Regions from separate parts of the Mus musculus genome. Here regions 1 and 3 are each linked to region 2. The links are chromatin contacts, called in public promoter capture Hi-C maps. All regions are on one chromosome and are shown on one strand. The core of a region is the stretch at or near the end of the contact, and the rest is flanking DNA. Distances in the headings are between cores, read along the strand shown. Region 1 holds the start of Ddx46 (DEAD box helicase 46). Region 2 holds the start of Thoc3 (THO complex 3). Region 3 holds the start of Fam193b (family with sequence similarity 193, member B).

What was found. Promoter capture Hi-C pulls out the DNA fragments that hold promoters and counts their contacts.
Region 1: a promoter capture Hi-C map of liver shows a contact between it and region 2, with 3 times the contacts expected there. The contact joins the promoter of Ddx46 here to the promoter of Thoc3 in region 2. A contact is called at or near these places in 3 of 39 promoter capture datasets (the C10 cell line, liver and pre-B cells) and 1 of 484 Hi-C or Micro-C datasets (B cells).
Region 3: a contact with region 2 is called in a promoter capture Hi-C map of liver, with 2.1 times the contacts expected there. The contact joins the promoter of Fam193b here to the promoter of Thoc3 in region 2. A contact is called at or near these places in 3 of 39 promoter capture datasets (liver and pre-B cells).

Annotation. Positions count from the first base shown.
Region 1 is chr13:55,633,340-55,637,220 of GRCm38.p6, reverse strand. Ddx46 (DEAD box helicase 46) reads right to left here and starts at 2,222. Exons shown (of 23, transcript NM_001282055.1): 1 at 2,026-2,222. The coding sequence starts at 2,042.
Region 2 is chr13:54,466,919-54,471,000 of GRCm38.p6, reverse strand. Thoc3 (THO complex 3) reads left to right here and starts at 2,161. Exons shown (of 6, transcript NM_028597.3): 1 at 2,161-2,460; 2 at 3,019-3,175. The coding sequence starts at 2,194.
Region 3 is chr13:55,568,748-55,572,747 of GRCm38.p6, reverse strand. Fam193b (family with sequence similarity 193, member B) reads left to right here and starts at 1,628. Exons shown (of 11, transcript NM_145382.4): 1 at 1,628-3,043. Gm31364 (a long non-coding RNA gene) reads right to left here and starts at 1,652. Exons shown (of 2, transcript XR_873486.2): 1 at 1,323-1,652.

The DNA of each region.
Region 1 (3,881 bases), core at 973-3,472, 1.2 Mb before region 2:
AATTAATTTATGTGTATATGTATATGTATATACCTGAGGACAAATGTGTGTGTGTGTGTGTGTGTGTGTGTGCGCGCGCGCGCACTCGTGGAACTGGAGTTACAGACAGCTGTGAGCCACGTGGATGCTAGGAATTGAACCTGGATCCTCTGGAGCAAACCCAGGGCTTTGAACCACTGAGCCACCTCTCCAGCCCCATGAGTAAATATTCTTACAATAAATAACAAAAAAGGAAAAAGTTACCGGAAGATGTTTAAGCATGACTATTTTTAAAGTTATCACTCAAGAATCAGGTATGCAATGCCAGCACTCAGGGGTGGAGGCAGTGCCTCTGGCAGTTGGAAGCGCAGCTTGTATCTATAAAAACGAAAGTATTGTCTTGTTGCTGAGCACAGAACAGATCAAACGGAGGAGGCAACAGGAGGAGAGAAACCATGAGACTGAAGCAAGCATCCGGCTTCAGAGAAGCCCCGCTTAGGTCAGAATAGCGAGAGTAGATGCTGAGAAATACCAAGATCTCCAGTGGAGATAAAACATAGAAGCCCAAAACACTAGCACTGACTCATCTTAATTATGAATTAAATACCAAGTATGAGGGCAAGAGAGAAGGGCTGGGTGTCTCCACATGGGACCAGAATAAGCAGGAAAGGGAGGCTGTGCTGAGGGGAGAGGCCATGGTCGTCCAGCCCATGTTCCGAATGTGTGAGGCCCTGACATCAGCTCATAGCAGCCTTCCTCGCCATCACTGAAGGCTGCCATTACTAGGAATCAACAATCCATTCGCTTTCTGAGCCTTCTCAGGATCTACCTAGAAAGCTCCAGATGAGCGGAAGCCAGGCACCACAGGAAGTCAACTGTACGCAGGTAAATGGGTGAAAAGGACCTTCTGCGAAAGGTCTGGGGAGTCTGAATTTCCTCTTGAAAGTAACAGGATCCAACAGATACTAAGTCAAAAAATGGCAAGGTCTTATTGTTATTTTGATTCCAGCAATACAAATATAATAATTATAACAGCAAGATCAAGAAAGGTAATTCAGGCCGGGTGTGGTGGCGCACGCCTTTAATCCCAGCACTCAGGAGGCAGAGGCAGGCAGATTTCTGAATTCGAGGCCAGCCTAGTCTACAAAGTAAGTTCCAGAACAGCCAGGGCTATACAGAGAAACCCTGTCTCGGACCCCCCACCCCCCCAAAAAAAGAACCATGGTCACTGGCAATACACCCTTTATACGGAAGATGCTACAGGTTTTTTTGGTTTGCAAAAATTTCAAGCTGCTCCACTCACACTTGGCTTGTTTCCCTGAACCTAAGTTTTAACCCAGTACGCCAAGTTTTCATTCTCCCTACACAGTGAACCACAGTACCTTTCAGACTGGCTACATACATACCAGTCATCTCATCTTTCAAGATGATGATTATAATAATAGTAGTAGTAGTAATAATATCATCATCATCTACCTCAAGGTCCTAATCCGTTATTAAAACCTAAAGTTTTGAAGACACCGTAAGGTGCCCGCGTGAAAGGTTTCACAAAGAAGCAGGCAACATAGTAACAAAATGTATCCGCGGAATAAATGGCCATGGAACAGGTGTTTTTGTTGTAACCCAATAAAAGCCGGTCCTGCACATATAGCAGGTGCGTAAAAAAGGCCTGCATACGCTCCTTCTAAATGACTTAGGCAGAGAGGCCCACGTGCGCACGAAAGTAACCCAGAGTGGAGGCAAACAATGTTGTGAAGACGAAGAGGAACGGGAGTGAACCGGCTCTGGGTTGACCCGGGGGATGAGGCGGGAGGCTCCGTGATGGGCGGGGTGGGGTCAGGGGGACTGTTCCCGCTCAGGGCTCGACCGGTGGTCGCAAGCTCACGGCAATCGGCTGCCCTGCATGCCAGCTGCGCCTCGTCACAGCCCGGGTGACCGGGTCCTCAGCAGCCACACGCGCGGCCACCCGCACTCTACCCGCAGCGCCGCTCCCTCCACCCGCTCGCTCCCCTCCGAGCCCAAGAAGCCGCTCGCCCGCGGACTCACCGAGACTCCCGGCCCATGCTGCCGGCCAGCAGAAGGCCTGCGCCCTCGGGGACGATGCGCAGGCCTATGAAGAGGACAAAGGAGGGAGGCAGCAAGCTCTCACGGTACCGAGCGAGGACCGGTCCTACGAAATGGACAGAGCTCCAGCAGTGACCGCCATCAGAGCGTGGCCAACGAAAACAGGATGTGCTGGTGCCGGGGTGCGGAAGGAAGGAGCGGGCGGAAGGAAGCGGCTGCTTCTCCAGAGCGCCACCAACCGACTGGAGGCCGCGCGGCGCGGGCTGCGCCGGCAGCAACAACTTACTTTTCTAGCGCAACCCGCAGCCCTTTTTGGCGCTATGGAGTGTGCCATCAGCCAGGTCAGCCTTGCAAAGGGTCTTCGCTGCAGACCACCGAGGAACCTAATGCAGCCTGCGGCTCTCCCAGGGAGTGTGTCTGTTTGCCTTAATCTGCATTAACTAATGCTCCTGTCTCCTTATATGCTCCGTACTGAGTCACTTATGTGTATGCCAGATCCTGACAACTAATAGTAGTGATGTGTCTTCGACACAAGGAGCATCATACTGAAGAGGAAAGACTCTTCAATATGAGATGTGAAGACTTAGAATCTACAGAACAGAGATAAACTGCACTAAGGATTATAATAGTTCTTAACACTGGGAAGCTTTCGGGGCAGGGGGGAATACATGATCCGTTCAACCGCTCAGGAAATGGGGCCCAAAGGCACCAGACAAAAAGCACGGGCCTCCCTCTTGCTCTGGCTCTTTGTCTGGATCACTCCATTTCTGCTTATTATCTTTATATTCACATTTTGACCTGTCCTTTAAGTGTTTTACTTACCGAACTTACCCCTATACTGGAACAAAGAAGCCCTCCCAAAGGATTTCCTATGCCTACAAACACCTCAAATGACCAATCAGATTAAAGACAACCTGGCCTTGGTAGAACAAAGCAAAGCAAGAGCAAATAGATTCCCTACCTACAGAGGTCCTCCAAGACTGCAAAAGACTAACTTCATGACTGCAAAAAATGGAGGCGTCTATGCCTTCCTAGGAAAAGGATGTTTTCATGAAAACCAATTAGGCCTAATAAAGGGAACCACTGAGCAACTATTTTAAAACAAACTCAAAACCAGAAAAGGAACAGACAATGCATTCTAGAAGAACACCTGGATGCCTGGGGCCATGCATCACACCATTGGCAGGTGCGGTCATTGGTTTTTGGTTGGCTGGTTGGTTGGTTGGTTGGTTGGTTTTCTGAGACAGGGTTTCTCTGTGTAGCCCTGGCTGTCCTGGAACTCACTCTGTAGACCAGGCTGGCCTCGAACTCAGAAATCCATCTGCCTCTGCCTCCCAAGTGCTGGGATTAAAGTCATGCGTCACTACTGCCTGGCCTATTTTTGTTTGTTTGTTTGTTTGTTTTCTTTGTTTATTGAGACAGGCTTTCTCTGTGTAGCCCTGGCTGTCCTGGAACTCACTCTGTAGACCAGAATTTTGGTTTCTTTTTTTTTTTTTTTTTTTTTCTTTTTTTCAAGACAGGGTTTCTCTGTAGCCCTGGCTATCCTGGAACTCACTCTGTAGACCAGGTTGGCCTCGAACTCAAAAATCCACCTGCCTCTGCCTCCCAAGTGCTGGGATTAAAAGTGTGTGCCACCACTGCCCAGCCAAATTTAACATTTCTGTTCGAGTTTGGTTTTAAAAGATACTCTGCATAGCTAAAAAGATTTCTCAGAGGTAAAGAGCCCTTGTTGCTCCTGCGGAAGATCTGGGTTCGATTCCCATTACAGACACGGTGGTTCAGAACCATTCATAACTCTAATTCCAGGGGCTCCAATGCTCTCTTCTTACCTCCCTAAG
Region 2 (4,082 bases), core at 912-3,411:
TATGTGAAGGAGGATTTTTGCATGGGGCCTGGGACGCCAGAAGAAGGCGCTAGATCTCCTGGAACCAGAGTTACCAAGAGTTGTGGGCCACTTTGTGGGTGCCTGGGGAGGGAACAGCAATCCTCTGCTAGGACAGCAAGTGCTCTTAAACAGAGAGCCATCTCTCTATCGATTCTATTTTCCTTAAAAAAAAAAAATTAAAGATACTATTAGCTAGGCATGGTGGAGCACTCTTTTAATCCTAGCACTTGGGAAGCAGAGGCACATGGACCTCAGAGTTCAAGGCCAACCTGGTCTACAGAGGAAGTTCCTGGACAGCCAGGAATACACAGAGAAATCTTGTCGTAAACCCCCCTTCCCCATCAAAAATTATATTTTTTCTTGTGAATATTCATTGTGTAGGGTACTGTTATATAAGGATTTCTTTCTTTCATTTTCTCACATTTTATTTAGTAAATATTGGGTGCCTACTATGTGCAAAATACCAGTGGAGGGGGCCAAGACTGCTGGGTCATAAAAACAATGGAATGACAGATTTCAAGAAATTATATTCAGGTAGGGAGATAGCTATTACTGAAAGTAACAGAAGAGAATATGTAGGGAAAATACACAGGAATTCCAGTCCCAGACAGAGTACAGAACACGGTATTCAGGGATAGACCCATTTAAAATGATTTCATGGATATGCATGTGTGAGTACACGTGTGTATGTGGGGGCCAGAGGACAACACGGAGGTGGTTCTGAGGCACCATCCCTTGTTCTGTTTTGAGAAAGGGTCACTCATTAGCCCGGGACTTGCCAAGGAAGTTAGACAGCTAGCCAGTGAGTCCTAGGGATCTGCCTGTCCCTGTCTCCCCAGTGATGGGGTTATAAGCCTGCGACACCACAGCTGGCTTCATAAGGACATTTTCACACGAATATTTGTTGGATATATTCCTCTGGTGTCCCCTATCCCTGCACAGTTCTTCTCCAGTGCTTGGCGAATCCTGGCTGTGCACCATTGTTTTTTTCCACCCGGGTATCTTTTGGTTTAACAGAGACATAAGTGGGAGGATCAGAGATGTGAGCATGGCACACAAAATGGTCATTGTACTTTCCGCTATTTTCTTTTAGTTTACTATCATGTATATACAATATCCTTTAACAACCAAGATCAAAAGACAGAAAAACGTCTTGGGAGGCAGAGGCAGGCGGATGTCTGTGTGTTCGAGGCCAGCCTGGTCTGTAGAGTGAGTTCCAGGGCAGTCAGGGATACACTGAGAAGCCCTGTCTTCAAAAACTAAAAACAAAAACAAAACCCCCGAACAAACCAAATCTCAAATTAACCGAACAACTTTTCCCAAGTCCAACCGACAAACCCACATTTCTTTTTTCTTTTTTTTTTCTTTTTTTTTTTTTTTTTTTTTTTTTTTTGGTTTTTCGAGACAGGGTTTCTCTGTATAGCCCTGGCTGTCCTGGAGCTCACGTTGTAGACCAGGCTGGCCTCGAACTCAGAAATCCGCCTGCCTCTGCCTCCCGAGTGGTGGGATTAAAGGCGTGCGCCACCACGCCCGGCTCAAACCCACATTTCTTATCAATTCCTTCATTCCACAAACATCTAACCTTTCTCCAGGAGCGACAACTTGCAATGGCCTTTTGCTTTAAGGGCACGATGAGGACCTTACAGTGAAAAACAACTCTAGAAAAAAGATATTTTACATGCAGGTAAACTGGAGGATTTATCTTGACTCTCTTTTTTGAATAAGCAAGGCTACCAAGAAACTGGTAAGAAGACCATTTAAAAAAAAAGTTGAACTCTTGGTGGGGGGTGGGGAGGGGGAGGGAAGCAAGTCGGGCAGTGGTGGCACACGCCTTTAATCCCAGCACTTGGGAGGCAGAGACAGGCAGTTTTCTGAGTTAGAGGCCAGCCTGGTCTAGAGTGAGTTCCAGGACAGCCAGGAAACAAACAAAGAAACCCTGTCTCGAAAACAAAACAAAACAAAACAAACCAAACAAAAAAAAGCGAATTTAAGGAAGAATCAGTCCTATTTCAAAAGGGAAAGGTGGACGCGCGCTGCATGGCGGGATTTGTAGTTCCGCGAGTGAGAGGCGCCAGCGCGGAGCGACGCGGCGCTTTTTCGGCGCATGTGCAGGGCGACGGCGCCAGACTCAGAGTATCCAGCTTCCGGCGCGCGGTCCGTGAGGAGGGAGGCATGGCGGCGCCCGCTGCGGTCCTGGGCCCCTCGGCCCTCGGCCAGAGCGGCCCCGGCTCGATGGCGCCCTGGTGCTCAGTGAGCAGTGGCCCGTCTCGTTACGTGCTCGGGATGCAGGAGCTCTTCCGAGGCCACAGCAAGACGCGCGAATTCCCGGCGCACAGTGCTAAGGTGCACTCGGTCGCCTGGAGCTGCGATGGCCGTCGCTTGGCCTCGGGGTCCTTCGACAAGACTGCCAGCGTGTTCTTGCTGGAGAAGGACCGGCTGGTGAGCTTGTAGGGCACGGGCTTGGCGGAGAAGAGGGCTGTGTGCGGAGGGAGAAAAAGCAGGAGAGGTAGGGGTATGGCCTGTCGTTGGCGGTGATGAGGAAGGGGTTTGGGGCTGGAAGAGTTGGAATGACGAAGGGGGTGAGGCTGCCTGGCGGAGAGCAGAGAGCGAACTTAGTGGCAGTAAAGAGGTGTGGCGACGTGGCTGCGGGCCGGGGGAGGTTGAAGTCAGGTGGCAGAAAGTGGTGAGGGTCTAGAAGAGCCCTGGTGACGAGTGGCTAGGGACTAATGGGGTGGTAGAGCCCCTAGGGTGGAGAGGAAGGCTTTATTTGAAAATGATAGCGCAGGACAGGTTGGTTGAGGTGGTGGTGGAAAAAGAAAGAAGGGAGGCCAGGAAGGGCCAATGTCAAAGCTCAGAGAGGTTCATGGGGGGGGGGGGGAGGGGGTGTTGTAGTTTTGGAAAAAGAATTAGATTTCTGTTTTGAATTATCCAGATCTTTGCTGGTTTCAAGGCACCACTGTTTGGATAAAAGTGGCATCTGGATTCTGTTCTTTTAAGGTCAAAGAAAACAACTACCGGGGCCACGGAGATAGTGTGGACCAGCTTTGTTGGCACCCAAGCAACCCTGACCTCTTTGTCACCGCATCTGGAGATAAAACCATTCGCATCTGGGATGTGAGGACTACAAAATGCATCGCCACTGTGAATACGAAAGGTGAGTTCAGAGAGAGGGGGTTCTGGAGGAAAAGCTAGTGTGATCTGCAGCAAGCATCTTTGTAGCAAGTGCAGGTTATCAGGATGGGTTGTATGTGTCTGTCTGGAGAAGACAGGAACAGAACAGAGCACTTTTCTGGCAGGCTGTAGATGTATAGGAGAGCAGTGGAAACTATACAAGAGTAGTATGTGCAGAGGCGTGGAGAGTTTGGGAGATTCAGGCAGGTTACAATGGCTGAGAAACCATGGGCGATCTGGAAAGTTGTGCGTTTTGTTTAAAGGCTGTGTTCAAAGAAGCAGTGTGGTAGTTTGAGTAGGCTTGGCCCAGGGCATGGCACTATTAGGTGTGGCCTTGTTGGAGGAAGCGTGTCACTGTGGGTGTGGGCTTTAAGACCCTTATCCTGGCTTACCTGGAAGCCATTCTTCTGTATGCCTTTGGATTAAGACGTAGAACTCTTAGCTCCTCCTGCTCCATGTCTGGTTGAATGCTACCATGGTCCCACCTTGATGATACTTGACTGAACCTCTGAACCTGTAAGCCAGCTCCAATTAAATGTTGTTCTTTATAAGAGTTGCCTCGGTCATGGTGTCTCTTCACAGCAGTAAAACCCAAAGTAAGGCAGGCAGTTTTGTTGATTTTAGATTTTTTTTTTAATTTTCATCTGTGTGTGTGTGTGTGTGTGTGTGTACGTGTGTACGTACACGTACCACATGTGTATAGGTGCTGGAAGAAGGCGTCTTGTCCTCTATAAATGTAGTTATAGGTGATTGTGAATTGTGGGTACAGGGAATTGAACTTGGGTCTCCAGGGAAAAAAACCCAAGTGTTCTTAACCACTGAGCCATTTCTAGCCCCACAGGGGAGAAAATGTGTGTGTGTGTGTATACACACACACATACATATATATA
Region 3 (4,000 bases), core at 379-2,878, 1.1 Mb before region 2:
CTAGATCACTAATTGAGAAAATGTCTTACAGCTGGATCTCATGGAGGCATTTCCTCACCTGAAGCTCCTTTCTCTGTGATAACTCCAGCTTGTGTCAAGTTGACACACAAGTACACGTATGCGCGCGCGCGCGTACACACACACACACACACACACACACACACACACACACACACAGAAATGTTGGGCCTGAGGTCACACAAATAATGAGGCACAGGCCGCCACAATCCAAAGTCAAACAAAAGCAGCTTTTATTCACCAAGGGAAACTCTCACCAAGAGATCTAGCTGGACTAGAGATGCAGTTAGGCTCGGGAGCTGAAGCAATGAGCCCAAGAAGTGGGCTCACAGGCCTTTTAAAGCAGAAAACCACAACCAGGTATGAAGTGGAAGATTAGGGTGAGGGTCTAGGCAACCTTTACCATGGTTGGTTGTGGTTAGGGGGCTTTCCAGAGGTCCTGGTTCCTGATTGGTCTGTGGTGGCCCCTAGGTATTCCAGGGAAAGAAGGGTGGCAACTGTTTCAGGATCTTGGAGAAAAGGCCAGATGTTCCTCCCCTTCCCTGAGTGGTAGACTCTAGAACATTTGTGGTTTTTCTTGGAATTGGGGCCATGCAAAACGGAGGACAGACTTCAAGATGGAGCAAGTTAGGCCAAAGAAGTTTAACCCAGTCCCACCGACACACACACATACACACACATACCTATTAAAACAATAAGATAAATAGAGCAATTTTTAAAAATTGATTTACTTCTTGGTAGTCAAAGTTTCAGATTTTGTTCTGATTGATGTTATCAATATAAATTCCACGTGTAACTACTAAAAAGTTCCAGTTTCACTCGACAAGGCATAAGACAGCATTGGAAACTTAAAAAAAAAATACATATATTTTTTTGTTCCATGTGCCTGAATTTTTCTCCCCCTGTGGGAAGAAAATGGGTGGAGATGACATATTAACAACTAAAATGCTGAGCTATTAAAACATTTCTAATTTTGCTTTGTGGGTTAAAGACCTCTCTCGCACATACCACTTAAAAAAAAAAAAAAACATTGCCAGAGTATGTGCTTTAATCATTTCATCCTTGTCACGCCGATCCTATTATCTATTTAAGTGACCCCCTTCCCCATCAGCCTCAAGAACGACCTGAGTCTGGGTCCTGCAGTTCTGAGCACAGAACGTGGGGCTCCCAGTAAACGACAAGTAAAGACCTGCCTATTCTTTCGCCTCAGGCTGACCACAGGTGTGGTGGGATGATATCTAGGAATCTATGGTAGGCATTTTGCAGCCAGTGCTTGTCCATTGCAAAATGGGAATAATTCGTACCTGTTTCCAAGTGATTTAGGGAGGAGCCAAGAGATGAGCGTGAAAAGTTCGCAGCAAAAAGATTAGTAACTCACTCATTATTTAATGGATAATTAAGCTCCTAGGCCCGCTATTACAGAGCCCAATGTGTTTCTCCAGCCGATCGCAGCCTTTCGGACTAGTGCTTAGGACAGGATCTCGCCCGGGGCTGGTCTCCTGCGAAGCCCAGCGAGGTGGCCTTATTAAAAATGGCGCTGGCGGCTTCCGTGGCGACTGCGGCGGCGCGGACTGAGTGTGCCCTCTGACCTGTTGGCAGCAGGCGGGGAGGGGCGCCGGGCGCCGCCATATTGGCTGTTGTCCTGTGAGGGGAGCGGCGGCGGCGGCGGCGGCGGCGGCGGCGGCGGCGGCGGCGGAGGCGCGAGAGGAGCCAGCGAGCGGGGGAGCGGCGCAAGAGGCAGCATGACTCGGAGGCGGAGCAGGCCAAGCGGCGGCGCGGGCCGGCGGGAGCGGGCGCGGGCCGCGGGGCTGCAGAAGCCCCAGGCGCCCGAGCCGCAGCCGCCGCCGCCGAGCCTGGAAGCGGGAGCCGGTGCAGGGCCCCCGGAGGTGCCCGCCGAGCTGGATTGCGACGGTCCCCGAGAGGAAGAAGAGCCCAAGCTGGCTCCAGGCCCTCAGGTAGGATCGAGCAAAACGACTCCGACTGCCGGGCTGCTTACACCTCCCCAGAGCGGGAGCGGGAGTGGGGCGGGAGTGGGCATGGACCATACTGTGGGTCTGGGACCAAATCCCAAGTCCGGGGCAGATGCTTTCAACCCGCTTGCCGGGAGTGGAAGCTGGACCCCTCTCCAAAGCCAAAGCTCAGCCAACCCTCTTGCGACCCTTGTAAAGCTACCCGTTCAGGCCCTGCTCCGGAGCTAAATCTTCTGACCATTTATGCTCTCTGGGACTCGCTCAGGTCCCGAGACCACCGCTTAGTTCTCTGCCCTCCACTTCCCTTTGGAGCCACCTGATTCCCCCCTATCCCCTAGCCCCTAAAAGACCATCATCTCAGGGCGCTGGAACCTGCAAGGCTGCAGCCTCTGTGCGCCCCTCCACCCCCGCCCCCAGCAGCTTCATCCCTTCCCCTGCACGGTCTGCAGCCGCTACCCTCAACAGCTGTACCTCTCTGCATCTGCCTTCCGGGACCTCTCTCCTTTCCCTACCCAGCAGAACAGTTGGCGGCCCCAAAGACTGTTAGAATAACTCCACTAAAGAGGAAACCCTTGTTCTCCTCCTATCTCCTGTCCCATAAGGAGCCCCCACTCCCACCTCCAACCCCCGCCAGTCCACTAGTTTGGTGAATCCTGCGAGACTAAGAGTATTTGGGAGGATTCTCGGAAGCTTCCAGCTTGCCACCTGGAAGGTCACTTTCTTTTGAGCAAAAAGGAGCAAACAGGAGAGGCGGGGGTGGCGTGGGCCACAGTTGCTCAGGGAGGGTTGTGGCACCCGGGGCTGGGTGGCTCACCCTAAGCTTGCTCTGACAAAAGAGTTTTGAGTTGGTTTTTTGGCTGAGCCTGCCAAGGAAGGCAGGCCCCTGCAGGAGTCTTGGAGGGTCGGATGCAGCGCCCGGATGAGGACGAGGCGTGGCGGAAGATGCGTTTGGCTCTGCAGACACTGCATCGGGCAGCAGGGGACTCTGGGAGGCTGGTGCAGCCTGAAGGCATGGCTCTTGACAGCCTTCTAGTAGAATCTCTGGAATTGTGCATGTGAGTGGGGATGCCATTTGGGGTACCATTCCTGGAACGCTTTCCCTGACCTCCCCAGTTAAACCAAGTGCCCCCTCTGTGCCCACCACCCTCTTTGCTTCCCTTCAATGGCACCACTCCTTCTGTGATGAAACTTGTTGATGTGTCTGTCCCAAGCACTGAACAGTGAACACCACGGGCTGGGAGGATGCCCTTCGTGGGCTCCTCCACGCCTGTCCCAGGCTTTGCCTTTATGGAGAAGTAACTAGGTGAAGGAGGGGAAGGTTGAATCAGGCTAGAACCTGCACTTATTGTAACCTACTTTTGATGCTGGTCTCCTTTGTGTCTCGTATCACGGTGAGAGGATTTTTAATTAATGAAAGTATCTCAACTTCTTGGATGTCAGAAGCATACCCAACATCCCGCTCTGCAGCCTAGGCTGTCACAGGTTGCCCTGTGCTCCTGCTGGGTCTCCATTTCAACCAGACATTGCTTCCCCTTCTTACCTGTTTTGACCACCCCCCATCCCCGCCCCCAAAGAGTGTTGTTATCTAGAAGAGAACCATGCAGCTAGCTGTCTGTTTTCCTCTTTCTTTCCCATTCAGACATACAGTGCTCTAGAGCCCCTGTCACATAGAGAGCCCAGAAAGTTTGGATGGTGTCTTAACTGTCCAGTTTCATTGAAATGCAGTTGTCCCAAATTTGAACCTTCATTAGTACCTCTGATCCAGGTTTTTATAGATTCTTGTCTATAAAGAAAGACCTAGGATGGTTAGCATACCTTACTTTTATTTTGTTATTTTTAAAGATTTATTTATTTTATGTATATGAGTACACTGTAGCTGTCTTCAGGCACACCAGAAGAGGGCATCGGATCCCATTACAAGTGGTTGTGAGCCACCATGTGGTTGCTGGGAATTGAACTCAGGACCTCTGGAAGAGCAGTCAGTGCTCTTACCCGCTGAGCTATCTCTCCAG